3 separate regions of the Mus musculus genome follow, and regions 1 and 2 are each linked to region 3. Evidence: chromatin contacts called from public HiChIP or PLAC-seq data. All regions are on one chromosome and are shown on one strand. The core of a region is the stretch at or near the end of the contact, and the rest is flanking DNA. Distances in the headings are between cores, read along the strand shown.

Evidence for each region. HiChIP or PLAC-seq counts read pairs in DNA pulled down with a chosen protein or histone mark.
Region 1: a contact with region 3 is called in an H3K4me3 HiChIP or PLAC-seq map of forebrain, with 4 times the contacts expected there. The contact joins two enhancer-like sites. A contact is called at or near these places in 1 of 15 datasets of contacts at CTCF or cohesin (the NIH/3T3 cell line), 4 of 484 Hi-C or Micro-C datasets (bone marrow-derived macrophages, embryonic fibroblasts and nephron progenitors), 4 of 115 datasets of contacts at active chromatin or transcription factors (the NIH/3T3 cell line, embryonic fibroblasts, extraembryonic endoderm stem cells and 1 more) and 3 of 9 other capture datasets (adipose tissue, liver and pancreatic islet).
Region 2: an H3K4me3 HiChIP or PLAC-seq map of forebrain shows a contact between it and region 3, with 2.8 times the contacts expected there. The contact joins the promoter of Gpr88 here to the enhancer-like site in region 3. A contact is called at or near these places in 1 of 39 promoter capture datasets (macrophages), 1 of 15 datasets of contacts at CTCF or cohesin (the NIH/3T3 cell line), 3 of 484 Hi-C or Micro-C datasets (bone marrow-derived macrophages, embryonic stem cells and muscle stem cells), 8 of 115 datasets of contacts at active chromatin or transcription factors (the NIH/3T3 cell line, cardiomyocytes, craniofacial prominence and 5 more) and 5 of 9 other capture datasets (adipose tissue, embryonic stem cells, liver and 2 more).

The regions. Positions count from the first base shown.
Region 1 is chr3:116,303,033-116,306,994 of GRCm38.p6, reverse strand. All of the region lies in intron 11 of Cdc14a (CDC14 cell division cycle 14A), which reads left to right. Among named protein-coding and RNA genes, the nearest start is that of Gm46839, 47 kb to the right of the region's middle. Within about 2 kb of position 1,779, at least 19 of the 459 cell types and tissues checked have an H3K27ac peak or open chromatin away from gene starts, as enhancers often do. A contact at or near this core is called in forebrain, where this site is marked.
Region 2 is chr3:116,250,963-116,255,007 of GRCm38.p6, reverse strand. Gpr88 (G-protein coupled receptor 88) reads left to right here and starts at 1,524. Exons shown (of 2, transcript NM_022427.2): 1 at 1,524-1,894; 2 at 2,276-4,045. The coding sequence starts at 2,348. The coding sequence ends at 3,502.
Region 3 is chr3:116,103,548-116,107,492 of GRCm38.p6, reverse strand. No RefSeq gene overlaps it. Among named protein-coding and RNA genes, the nearest start is that of Gm31384, 12 kb to the right of the region's middle. Within about 2 kb of position 2,437, at least 79 of the 459 cell types and tissues checked have an H3K27ac peak or open chromatin away from gene starts, as enhancers often do. A contact at or near this core is called in craniofacial prominence, forebrain and neural tube, where this site is marked.

The DNA of each region.
Region 1 (3,962 bases), core at 530-3,029, 200 kb before region 3:
GCTAACCTTGAAAGTCATGATGATCCACCTGCCTCAGTCACCTAAATGCTGGGATTGCAGTCACAAGCCATCACGCCTGACCCTAGTTCAGCTCTTTGTGTAACATCGTGTCTGAAATAAAGCTAAGGACTTGGGTTATGTTTTTATATTCCTAAAGAGGTAAAAGAGGGCTGGGGAGACAGGCCAGTGGATAAAGCTGTTGTCTTGATAGTGTGAGAACCGGAGTTAATTCCCGCAGAGACCAAGGAAAAACTGGGCAAGTGTGGTAGCTGCCTATAATCTCAGAATAGGAGAGGCCATGGCAGGGGATCCCCAGGGCAAGCTGGCTAGCCAGAGTCGAAGTAAGAGACCCTTCCTCAGCCATTAAAGTGGAGAGTAATCAAGGAGGACACTTGATGGCAATCTGGAACATATCACATTTATACACATGTGTATGTATATGCATGTACCCACCCATATACATGCACAGGCACGCACACACATGCAGTGCACATGTGCATCCTCACACCCATGCAGAAAAGAAAGAGCCTGGGGAAATATTTAAGCAACAAGTGTAGATCTACATTACCTTAGCTGGATATCCATCGACCCAGACCAGAGTCTTGCGGAAATTTGCCCCGCAGGAGCCCCATGGATGGCATACAGAGGTGTCTCAAGCCAATGCTTGCTACCCTCCAGAGGCTTCTTCTAGTCAGAAAGACATGAGAGCTTGTCGAGGAGAGGGAGAGCTTCACTCTAGGACACAGGATAGAGACTGCTGAAGGAGCTGGGGACCTATCTTCTGGATCCTAGGCCGGGCATTCCCGTGTCCTCAGGGAATGGTAGCCCCTCTGCTCCTGAGGGCTATCTCATGATCGAACCACTCCACCAAGAGGCCCCCGCCAAATACCATCACTGTGGGATGTTTGGACTTCGACATAGAAACTCTGGGGAATATATTCAAATATGTAAATTTGTTAGGGCCCATCAGTCTTTATGTCATTTTAGCTATTGGTGAGTGCTAATGTTTGTACTGTTAGAGTAAGGAAATCAAGACAAACAACCAAACCAAACTGAAACCCCTCAGGTGCCAGAGTACAATGGGATAACAGCCACTTCATCTGGCAAGGATCACGTTAGGAAGGAAGGGCTTATGTTGGCTCACGATTTGAGGGGGGCAGAGTCCATCACTGCAGGGCAGGCATGGCACTGGGTGCTTCCATAGCAGTGAGAGCATGTGGTAGCTAGCTATCTCATGTCATAGCCAGTTGGAAGCAGAGGAACAAGGCTTAGAAGATGGGCAGGGCTCTAAAGCTCAAATCCCGGGGTCCTCCATCCCTCTCAGTAGCCTGCTTCTGCTAGGCAGGCTTTGCCTCCTGAAATTTTCACATCCTTCCAAACCAGTCTTACCAGCTGGGGACCAAGTGTGCAGACACAGGACTGTGCTTTGTGCCCGTGCCATAATAGATGACATCGTCCTACACAGGGGCTTGTTTGTGGCTTTTGGACCACTTCATACACAGTTGATGCCTTTTACAACGAACACTTCTGGACTTTTCTGTAAATGAATTGAAAGCAGAGAATCTCAATTCCATTTGGATTTGTGGCTCTACAGTACTTTTCTTGTGATTGCTTATTAAGGAGCACTGTAATGACAGGGTTAGAACATCCAAATACAAGAAAAACAGTAACCGGAAAGGCTGGGGCTTTCTGGTGAATTTCTCAGCACACTCAGAACTGTGAGGAGTCTTTCAGAGCTGAGGCTGTGCCTTTGTGGAACCTGGCCTTCTGTGCTGTGAATTAACACTCACCACCCACGTGGGGGCAGCGTGTGTCCTCCCCTCTCCCTGCACCCCCCTCCCCATGCTCCTGCAGAGCTGGGAACTTTTCTCCCACGCTGAGGTTTTTAACTTATTCCCATCGCGGTGTTTGATCCCTGGGCTGCACAGCCTTAGTAAATGCTACTTGAATGAACAAAGAAAGCTTAGCATTTCAGACCCAAGAATAGACGAGAACAGACACGTGAGATGGACCCGATCCAAATGGTGCGATGATGTCACATGCTCAAACGCAAACCGATGCCCAAAATAAGGATTCGGTATGGCATCCAGGGGCATAAGAAGCCGAGAAGGTGGCCAGAAGAAAGAATGTGAAGAGCTGTATTTAAAGACAAATATTTGAGCTAAACTAGGAGTTTAGTGGTGACAACCAAATAGGTAGTATCCACTGTGTGCCAGGAACCATTTTAAGCACCTTACATGGACTAACCCCTGATATGCCATATGGCAAGACCCTTTAAGATACACATATTGGAGGAAGAGAAGGGCAGGCAGCTGCCTGAGGTCACACATAGGTCGTATGTATTGAGTTGTTCTTTGAGCATAGGCACACTGGTTCACAGATTGTACCTTTCCATTAGTCTACTCTGTGGTTCTAATACATCACTCTTTGTGACTTAAAACAAGACCCTGGTCAGCTCCACCTCTGAGAAGTCTCTCAGAGTCACAGTAAGCTCAGTGATTCATTTAGCTCCTCCAGGGTTCTAGTTCAGCAACAATCTCCCAGCCAGTGGATGCTCGTGTCTTAGAGATGTTGTTCCCTAGATGCAGATGCTGCTAATGTCCAGCCAACTCCTTGTGAATTGGTAGCTGAGCAGCTAAGAAGGTAATGCTGCACCTTTGAGAATCCCATCTTCTATCTCCAAGGCTTTACTTTCAAGTATCTTGCTTCCACCCTCAGGATGGAGAGGTGTTCCCAGGGGAACGCCACCAAGAGCCACCAGAGGCTTTCGGGAGAGTAGTGGCAGCACCTGGGTTCAGAGTGTGGGGTGCCTCTTCTGGCTTTAGTTTAGAAGGTGTGTTGGGGCCCACAGAAGACTGGAATAAAGGGCCAGGGTGTTGGTGATGGGGAAGAGGTCCAACTCTCAAAGGTGCAGGCCAATGCAGTGTGAGATCAAACAAACCCAAACTAAGTCACCTTCCTTCTCCTGTCCCTTCCTCTTTCCTCCCATTTCTCCTCTTCCTCCTGCCTTTCTTTACCTTTGGTGGTGCTGGGACGAAACCCAGAGCCTTGCATATCCTAAACAAGTGCTCAGGCTCTACCATGATAGCTACAGCTCCAACCTCTGAAATCTACTCTCCCTTCTGATCTCAGGAACTTATTGTGAAGATTTCTTTGTCTTCCCCTAACTTTGACGTTGTACAGGTTCAACGTCCAAACACTGAGAAGAACTTTGGCACCAGTGCCCCATCCACCTTTTCTATTTAAATTGTTTGAATTTGCTACCAATTCACTTCCCATATTTGCCTTCCAATCCTGTGACTTCTGTTTTCACTCATCCCTGTTTCAAACTCCTATGCCACATTTTTTCCTAGAATCTCTCATCTTTATTCCCTAAGGTGCTATATTTTATCTGAGTTCTTTTCATAATGGCACAGTCAACAACCTCCCTGCTAGCATATTCTACTACCATTTTTATTAATGTGTTGTCCAGTCATTACTTTATCTAACTAAAAGCTATGGACACTATTTTATAATAATAATTATTATTATTATTATCTGCATAGGACATTGGAATAAAATATAGTTCATTGCCTTTAGGTGGGGCCAAGGAGTGAGAGTCTCCCTCAGGGTCAGGTTTGTTTGTCATTGATCTCAAAGAGCCTGTGGGTCAACTAGCGTGAGAGAAAAATGTGCTGTGGTATGGTCAGAAAGAGCCTCGAGGTTGGCTTCTCCACATATGTCATTTGTCACATGGTCTTCCATGCCACACCTCCCCCCACTGTGGTAGACTGGGATTCCTCTGAAACTGTGAGCCCAAGTGAGACTTTCTTCCATTAAAAGGATTCTGTTGGGCATTTTAATCTCACAACTGATACCACACCTTAATGGCATCTCGTGGGCAACACCTTTAAACCAACTCCTGCCGACCAATCCCCTGGACTGCTTTGATGCCTCTCTGGTGTCTAGAGTTGAATTCTCTA
Region 2 (4,045 bases), core at 275-2,774, 150 kb before region 3:
AGAAGTTCCCAAGTGCACAGGGAAACCAACACTTGTACCAAAGCAGATTTGAGTCCTGAGTGTGAGTCTCCATGACATCCCATATCATGAAAAGCTCAGAGGTCCTTCTCATTCATCCTATGGAGTCTTCAGGGAAATTGCTTTTCCCCAACACCCACTATTCAAAAATAGGCTTTAAACTTTAGTTTAATAATCACAGCAGGCCTGAATAAAAGTTGCTGAGTGTGTTCTGGGGACAGGGTGCAGTAAAGTGCCTGACAAACAAGTATCAGTCCTGAGTTCAGATCCAAAGTGCGCACATAAAAAGCCAGGCATGGTGGCACATATCAGTAATCCCAGCTCTGGGAGAGCAGGAACAGAAGATTCTTGGAGATCAGTGGCCAGCCAGCCTAGCAAAAGCCGTGCAGGTTCAGAGAGAAAGAGAGAGAGAGAGAGAGAGAGAGAGAGAGAGAGAGAGAGAGAGAGAGGAAGAAGGAGGAGGAGGAGGAGAGGGATCACCACACAGTTCCTACTCAGCACACACACAACTTCCCAGTTGTCATATCTTCCATTACATTGGCTCATTTGTCACAATCGATGAAGCATCCTGACACGTTTACATTGACCCCATAATTTACACACAGGTTCTCTGGGTGTTTATCTAGTAGGTTTGGACAAACGTACAGTGATGTTTTCCACCATCAGAGTACCATCCAGAGTAGTTTCCCTGCCCTGTATTCCACCTCCCGGTCCCTAGCCCCCCCCCCCCCCCTCCCGACAGCTGGTGGTCCCTGCAGTTTTACGTTTCCCAGTATGGAATACAGTTGGGCTTGGGCAGTGCGCAGCCTTTTCAGATGCTTCTTTTGCTTAATAACAAGCATTTCCGGTTTCCTTAGGTGTTTTATGTCTTGACAGATGATTCCTCTTCATTGCTAACTGGTGTTCCATTGTCTAGCTGGACGATGGACTCCATCTTTAGATCGCCTGACTATGGTACTCACACTTCTCTCATCCCGCCGAAACACAAGCCAAGAGGAGAGGTGTCTAGCGATGGGAAAAGGAATTGAAATTATGATTTGAGCTAAGGCTCGCATATTTTCTGTAGCTAATTACTCATGTCCCACTTTGCCAAGGGTGTGTGTGTGTGTGTGTGTGTGTGTGTGTGTGTGTATGTGGCTGAATTTCAATTCAAATGTAAGGTAATTTTCTCTGAAATTGTACTGGGGTATATTTATCTCTGAGAAAAGAAGTCTTACCTCCAGGATGATTCAGATGGAGATGAAATTTTACTCTAACATTTAAAGGAGAGGAAAAAAAGGAAGGAAAGAAAAAAAAATCAGGCAGAGTGAAAAATGAGACAGAATGGAGAGAGAGAGAGAGAGAGAGAGAGAGAGAGAGAGAGAGAGAGAGATTTGTTAACCACAGGATTCTCTGAAAAAGGTATTTTTCTCTTTTACAAGTTAGCAGTTACTGAATAATTCATGAAGCAGGGAAAGGCTGTCTTCTCCCTGGGTGATGGATAACTGAGCAGGAGAGGCTCCAAGTGGGTTTGCCACATCAGCCAGCGCTCTTGCTTGGAGCACAGGGTGCGCTCCTCTCCAGCTCAGTTTCTTCTGCTCTTGTAGCCAGGCATCTTCGCTGCTGCTGCCTGCCTGCCCACCCTTCTGGGCTTGCAGCCTACCGCTTGACTTTCTCCAATTCTACTGCCAGCTGAGGAGACTCCCCACAGCTGTTGGCTCCTGCCTGGGACCATGTGTGGGGATGCTGCACGGGAGAAGCAAGGCGCTTGCTCCTGGCACGGGTCCCAGCTCAGTTTCTCCTGTTGACTTCTGGACCACAGATGCTGCTGCCGAGGAGGTATTTCCTGGCATCTCTCCCTCTGCTATCACCAGCTAAGGACTGGCCCCAAATCAAGGTACCTCTACTCCCTCTCTTTGGCGTTTTTCCCAGCTAGGAGATATCTACTTTCTCTCGGTAAAGAGAGCTCCGGCTGGCAACACACATTCCCAACTCGTGTGTGTGTGTGTGTGTGTGTGTGTGTGTGTGTGTGTGTGTGTGTTTGGGGAAACTGTCCTAGGTGTGGATATGACCTTAGGGCTTCCCTGCTGCTTGCTGAGTGTAAAGCGGACCTTCTCTGTCATCGGAGACATTTCTGAGGCAGGCACCTGTCATCTGCCACCCCCGTTCTCCTGTTCTTTTTCACCTCCCTCCCTTCTCCCCCTCCTCCAGCCCATTATTCGGCTTCAGCCTTTTGTGTCGGTGACAGCGGGCTGAAGAAATGTTTTTGCCCTCCCAGCAGGCAAGTGCCAGGATGGGCCACGCTACACGAAGCCAACGCTAGGGCGCGAGGTGTGAAGAGTTGGCCAGAATGACCAACTCCTCCTCCACTTCGACCTCCACCACTACCGGGGGATCGCTGCTGCTGCTCTGCGAGGAAGAAGAATCGTGGGCGGGCCGGCGGATCCCGGTGTCTCTCCTGTACTCGGGCCTGGCCATCGGGGGCACGCTGGCCAACGGTATGGTCATCTATCTCGTGTCGTCCTTCCGAAAGCTGCAGACCACCAGCAACGCCTTCATCGTGAATGGCTGCGCCGCGGATCTCAGCGTCTGCGCCCTCTGGATGCCACAGGAGGCGGTGCTGGGGCTCCTGCCCTCGGGCTCCGCGGAGCCCCCGGGGGACTGGGACGGTGGCGGAGGCAGCTACCGCCTGCTCCGGGGCGGGTTGTTGGGCCTCGGGCTCACTGTGTCCCTTCTGTCCCATTGCCTCGTGGCGCTGAACCGCTACCTGCTCATCACCAGGGCGCCTGCCACCTACCAGGTGCTCTACCAACGGCGCCACACGGTGGGCATGCTGGCACTGTCCTGGGCGCTCGCCTTGGGTCTGGTGCTGCTGCTCCCGCCCTGGGCTCCTAAGCCCGGAGCCGAGCCACCGCAAGTCCACTACCCCGCGCTCCTGGCGGCGGGAGCGCTGCTTGCGCAGACGGCGCTGCTGTTGCACTGCTACCTGGGCATCGTGCGCCGCGTGCGCGTCAGCGTCAAGCGGGTCAGCGTGCTCAACTTCCACCTGCTGCACCAGCTACCCGGCTGCGCCGCCGCCGCCGCCGCCTTCCCCGCCGCCCCGCACGCGCCGGGTCCGGGAGGCGCCGCGCATCCCGCGCAGCCTCAACCCCTGCCGGCCGCTCTGCAGCCTCGCCGGGCGCAGCGGCGTCTCAGCGGCTTGTCGGTGCTGCTGCTCTGCTGCGTCTTCCTGCTGGCCACGCAGCCGCTGGTGTGGGTGAGCCTGGCCAGTGGCTTCTCCCTCCCGGTGCCCTGGGGCGTGCAGGCGGCCAGCTGGCTCCTGTGCTGCGCCCTGTCGGCGCTCAACCCGCTGCTCTACACGTGGAGGAACGAGGAGTTCCGCAGATCCGTGCGATCTGTCCTGCCGGGCGTCGGGGACGCGGCTGCGGCCGCCGCGGCCGCCACCGCGGTGCCAGCCATGTCCCAGGCGCAACTGGGTACCCGGGCGGCTGGCCAGCACTGGTAACACACCTTGCTTGGAGAGGCTTCCTAAGCCACCTGCCGCACTGCCTCCTTCTTTTGTAAGCTATCCCCAGCCCCAGGGAAGATCCCAGTGGAGAACATTTTGCCTTCCTCCCCAGTGCAATACCAGAACCAAGGTCTTCCCCTAAAGGGAGTCCCAATTGTGTGCGGCCATTGACGTTTACCCTTTTGTTTCTGTGTTTTAAAGACACCCGTGGGTCCATCCAGACACTCAGACTGCAAGGACTTGTAAACTGGCATTTTTAGAGAACCAGTTAATTTATTTCAAGTTTGCTTTTGAAAAAGAGCTTTCATATCATAACGTACAACCCTTCCAACCTCCACCGTCTTATATACGAAGCGCCTTGAGTGTGTGTGTGCATGAGCCAAAGGGAATACCGTTGATGAAGAGACTGTGTGTAGATAGTATCCTAACCACACTTTCTTCTGTTAGAGTTTAGTCTTTGTATATTGACCTGGAAGAGTGAAACCACAGGTGTGTACACCGTCGTGAGTTGCCACTGAGACCTCAGGCCCTTTATTCTTA
Region 3 (3,945 bases), core at 1,188-3,687:
CATGACTAAGACAAATTTTTCTGCTCAGAGGTAGAAGATGTACCACTCTGCCTCAAAAAAGTTTTGTAGTTTCACATGCACAAGATCCATGCACGCTCAAGCCAGACAAAATGTCAGCATTGAGAGGAGAATAGAGTCTCACCCTAGCAGAACAGCTCTTGGCAACTGATAGTTGCTGGGAGAGGGAGAAATAGTCTCCAGGGAAGAGCACACAGGTTATATAAATATATATGTATATACATATGTGCATGTAACAACAATTAATGAGAAGGGGCAATGGATTTGAAAGAGAGCAAGGAGGACTACATGGGAGGGTTTGGAGTGAGGAAGCAGGAAGAAGTGGTTGTAATTATAATACAATCTCAAAAATAAAAGAAAACTCAAACATACACATGCGCGCGCACACACACACACACACACACACACACACACACACACACACACACACAGAATATTATCCTTTTAATGACTGGAGGATCTTTATGTACTCCCCTGCACTAACTTTGGTGACTTGTGTTTTGCTTTCGTTTCCTCTGCCACTGACCTTTGTGCCTTCTTATGATTTCATTTCCCTGCTTTCTTTAGATGGAGCTTGCTATTCTTTTACTAGATTATTTAGAGGAGACCTCACAATGTAGAACCTTTCATAGCTTTAGTATAAGCAGCCGAGGGATAATTGTTCAGGGTAATTAGCTACATGTCACAAACTGTGATGTGCTGTGTTTCATTCTCATTCAATTAAAACATGTACTAAACCCCTGTGTAATTCCTTCTTCTGAAAATGAGTTATTTAAAAGCAGGTCCCAAGTATCTGGGAACTTCCCATTCAGTCATCTCTCTATTAATTAATCTTTAGTTTGATTCCGTTTTAGTCTGGGAACTTACTTCTTATGAATTAAATATTGATGGAATTTGTTGAGGTTTGTAGAGTTGTTCAGAATACAGTCCTTGGAGAATGTTTGATGTGCACTTGTAAACAATTTGTATCCTCTAGCTGTTGAGTAGATGGCATTATAAAAACAATCATGTCTAATCATTTGCTCAACAGTTTTCAAGACTTGTGTATTGTATTTATTCTTAGTCTGTATCGCCTGTCAATCAAAGAGCATTCGGAATTATGCATTGATAATTGTGAGTTTGCCTTTTTCTTTTGTTGAGCCCAAAGGAAAATAAAAAAAAAAAAACCTATCCAAGTGGATACAACCATGAGAAAAGTGAGGCCCAACCATATGGCAGACACCCAATAGAAAACAGCCAGAGATAGATCCTGCTGTTGTCAGGAATAGTGACAGCCCTAAACTAGAAATTACCTAATAGTTCATCCAAAAGTGAATGGCTGTATCTGTGCAGAGGGAAATGACACAGCCTCAGAAAGTAATGAACCCTGAAAACCCAAGACAACGTAAACCTCCTTACTTTAATGAACAAATGGGAACCAGACCAAAAGGAAAACATAAACGAGTAGCATATGTCTATTAAAATTTGGTGGCTGTGTGTAGTGTCTCCTATGTGCAATCCCAGCATTCAAGAGACTAAGGCTGGAGGATGCGTTTACCTGAGCTATATGGTGAAATCTAGGTCACCCTGGGCTACATGCTGCGTCCTAGGTCAGTATGGGCTACAGTGTAATGGTCAGATTACGTTACTTAAATAATAATAAATTAATAATAAATTAAAACTAATCTATAGTGAAGTTATATGTCAGCAATTGCTTTGGGATGGATGGATGGAAAGCATGGAAGCATTAATTGCAAAGACCTATGAAGAAACTCCTTCCCTCCCTCCCTCCCTCCCTCCCTCCCTCCCTTCCTTCCTTCCTTCCTTCCTTCCTTCCTTCCTTCCTTCCTTCCTCCTTCCCTCCCTTCCTTCTTCCTTTCTTTCTTGTATGTGGGGACTGCATGCCACAGAGTGTTTAGGGAGGTCAGAGAACAACTTGCCGGAGTTAGTTCTTTCCTTCGACTATGCGGGAATCAAACTCAGGTTGTCAGGGTTTGCAGCGCCTTTATCTGCCGAGTCGTCTAGCTGGCCCCAGTAACGTGTGTGTGTGTGTGTGTGTGTGTGTGTGTGTGTGTGTGTGTGTGTGTGTGATTTTATTTTAGATAATTTCCTTTTGTATTTAGCTCTAACCAAGGCCCCGGTAGCGTAGCTGGTTTTCGTCATTGCTTAATCAACCTTAACAGACTTGAGAAGTAAAATAAAAGACAAATGAGTCCCCAAACCAGTTTATAGTGACTGCTGGATTCCTTTATCACTGTTCTTCGCTGCTCAGGAAGTGAGGCATTTGTATTGTCCTTTGAAATGGCATTTGCTTTAGTCATGGGCGTTTGTGAGAACCTTACTTCTAAAAAATCAAAATGCACACAGTGCCCTGTGAGGCTCTGCGGCCGGCCCCTGAAGCGCAAGCTTGGTGACTGATGTGCGGGTCTTGCTTGAGGTTTTTGACAAATTAGATTCCGGCTCCTAGCGAAGGGCAATGCTATTGGCGGAGAGCCCCGTGTCATTTGCAATGCGTTCTTCATTGGCAGGGCCTCTCAGAGGCATTGTGGACATCAGAGCAAGCTGATTATGTAAATGAAAAGGCACAGTTTTAATCTTTGAACAGAAGAGAATAATAAAATGGCATTGACTTCGTGGGGTTGCGAGAAAGATGCTGTGAATCACTCCGGAATTGAATTGTATTGTGCAAAATTTCAACTAACTTTCTCAAGTGAAAGTTTCAATCTTGAGGAAAAAGAATTTTGAAAGCAACATTGTATAATTAAAGAATGTTATGACTACTTTTATTTAACTCAACTTGCATTCAATTAAAATGCACCTAATTGCCTGGATGTTGAATGCTGTCACGCTGGAAAACGAACAAAGACTGCTATTAAATACAGAACTTCAAACAACTGATAAAAAAAACAAACATTATTATTTTGGCTTGGGACCGTATATGCTGCTTAAAAGTTTAAGGGCACAGCCATGAATCAGTGAAAGACAGAGTAATGGGTTCTAAGAAATGTGGCACTGTATAGTTCCATCGCTGTGCAAATGTGGACTATGCACACATAAACCTGGACAGTATGGTCCAGAACTCACTCAGGCTGCAAAGCTTTTCAGAGAGTTACTGTACTGAATACTGGGCTGCAGGCCATTACATCACAATTGTGTCTGTATGCCCAAATATAGCTAAAATCAGAAAGGATGCAGTAAAAATATAGTATGAAAGATACAAAATGGTACAGCTGTGTGGGGCACTTAGGATGACAGAGTTTGTAGACCTGGAAGTTGCCATGACCAAGGGAGTGAGGGGTGAAGAGGTGAGATGGTGGATGGGAAGATAGGATATTCCTGTCCATTGAGCCACAAATAGACTGCACTAACCTTACTTCATATTTCTCTTCAGTAGTCAATTAAACTTAGTTTATTCTAACTTGTTACTTTACAAAACACGTTTGTTTTTGTTTTTGTTTCTGTTTTTGTTTTGTTTTGAGCCAAGGTTTCTCTGTGTCATATCCTAGAATTTTTTACTCTGTAGACCAGGACAGCCTCAGACTTACATATATCTGCCTGCCTCTGCCTCCTAAGTACTGGGATTAAAGGCATGCAAAACCCTTATTTATTACTAAAAATAAACCATGATTTGTTTTAATAATACAGCTTAAACACATTAACTCTAAAAATATTTTTCTTCATATTATGACTTACACGATTTTTAAAAATGTAGCCATTTATTTTCCGCTATTGTTAAAAGTCCAAGACATTAACTGCAAAATCCAAGGCTCTCCCAAGGCATGGATCACCAGTGTGATGTCTTCAGGTTCACCTTTCATGCCACTGGAGGATGAGAAGCAACGTGGATGGAGCTGGTCCCACCTATAATAAGGCCTCCTTCTGGCTACCTTCTGAAGGGTATGAAGGACCAGTCTAGAGATGTTTCACAGTTAACAATTTTTAAAATAA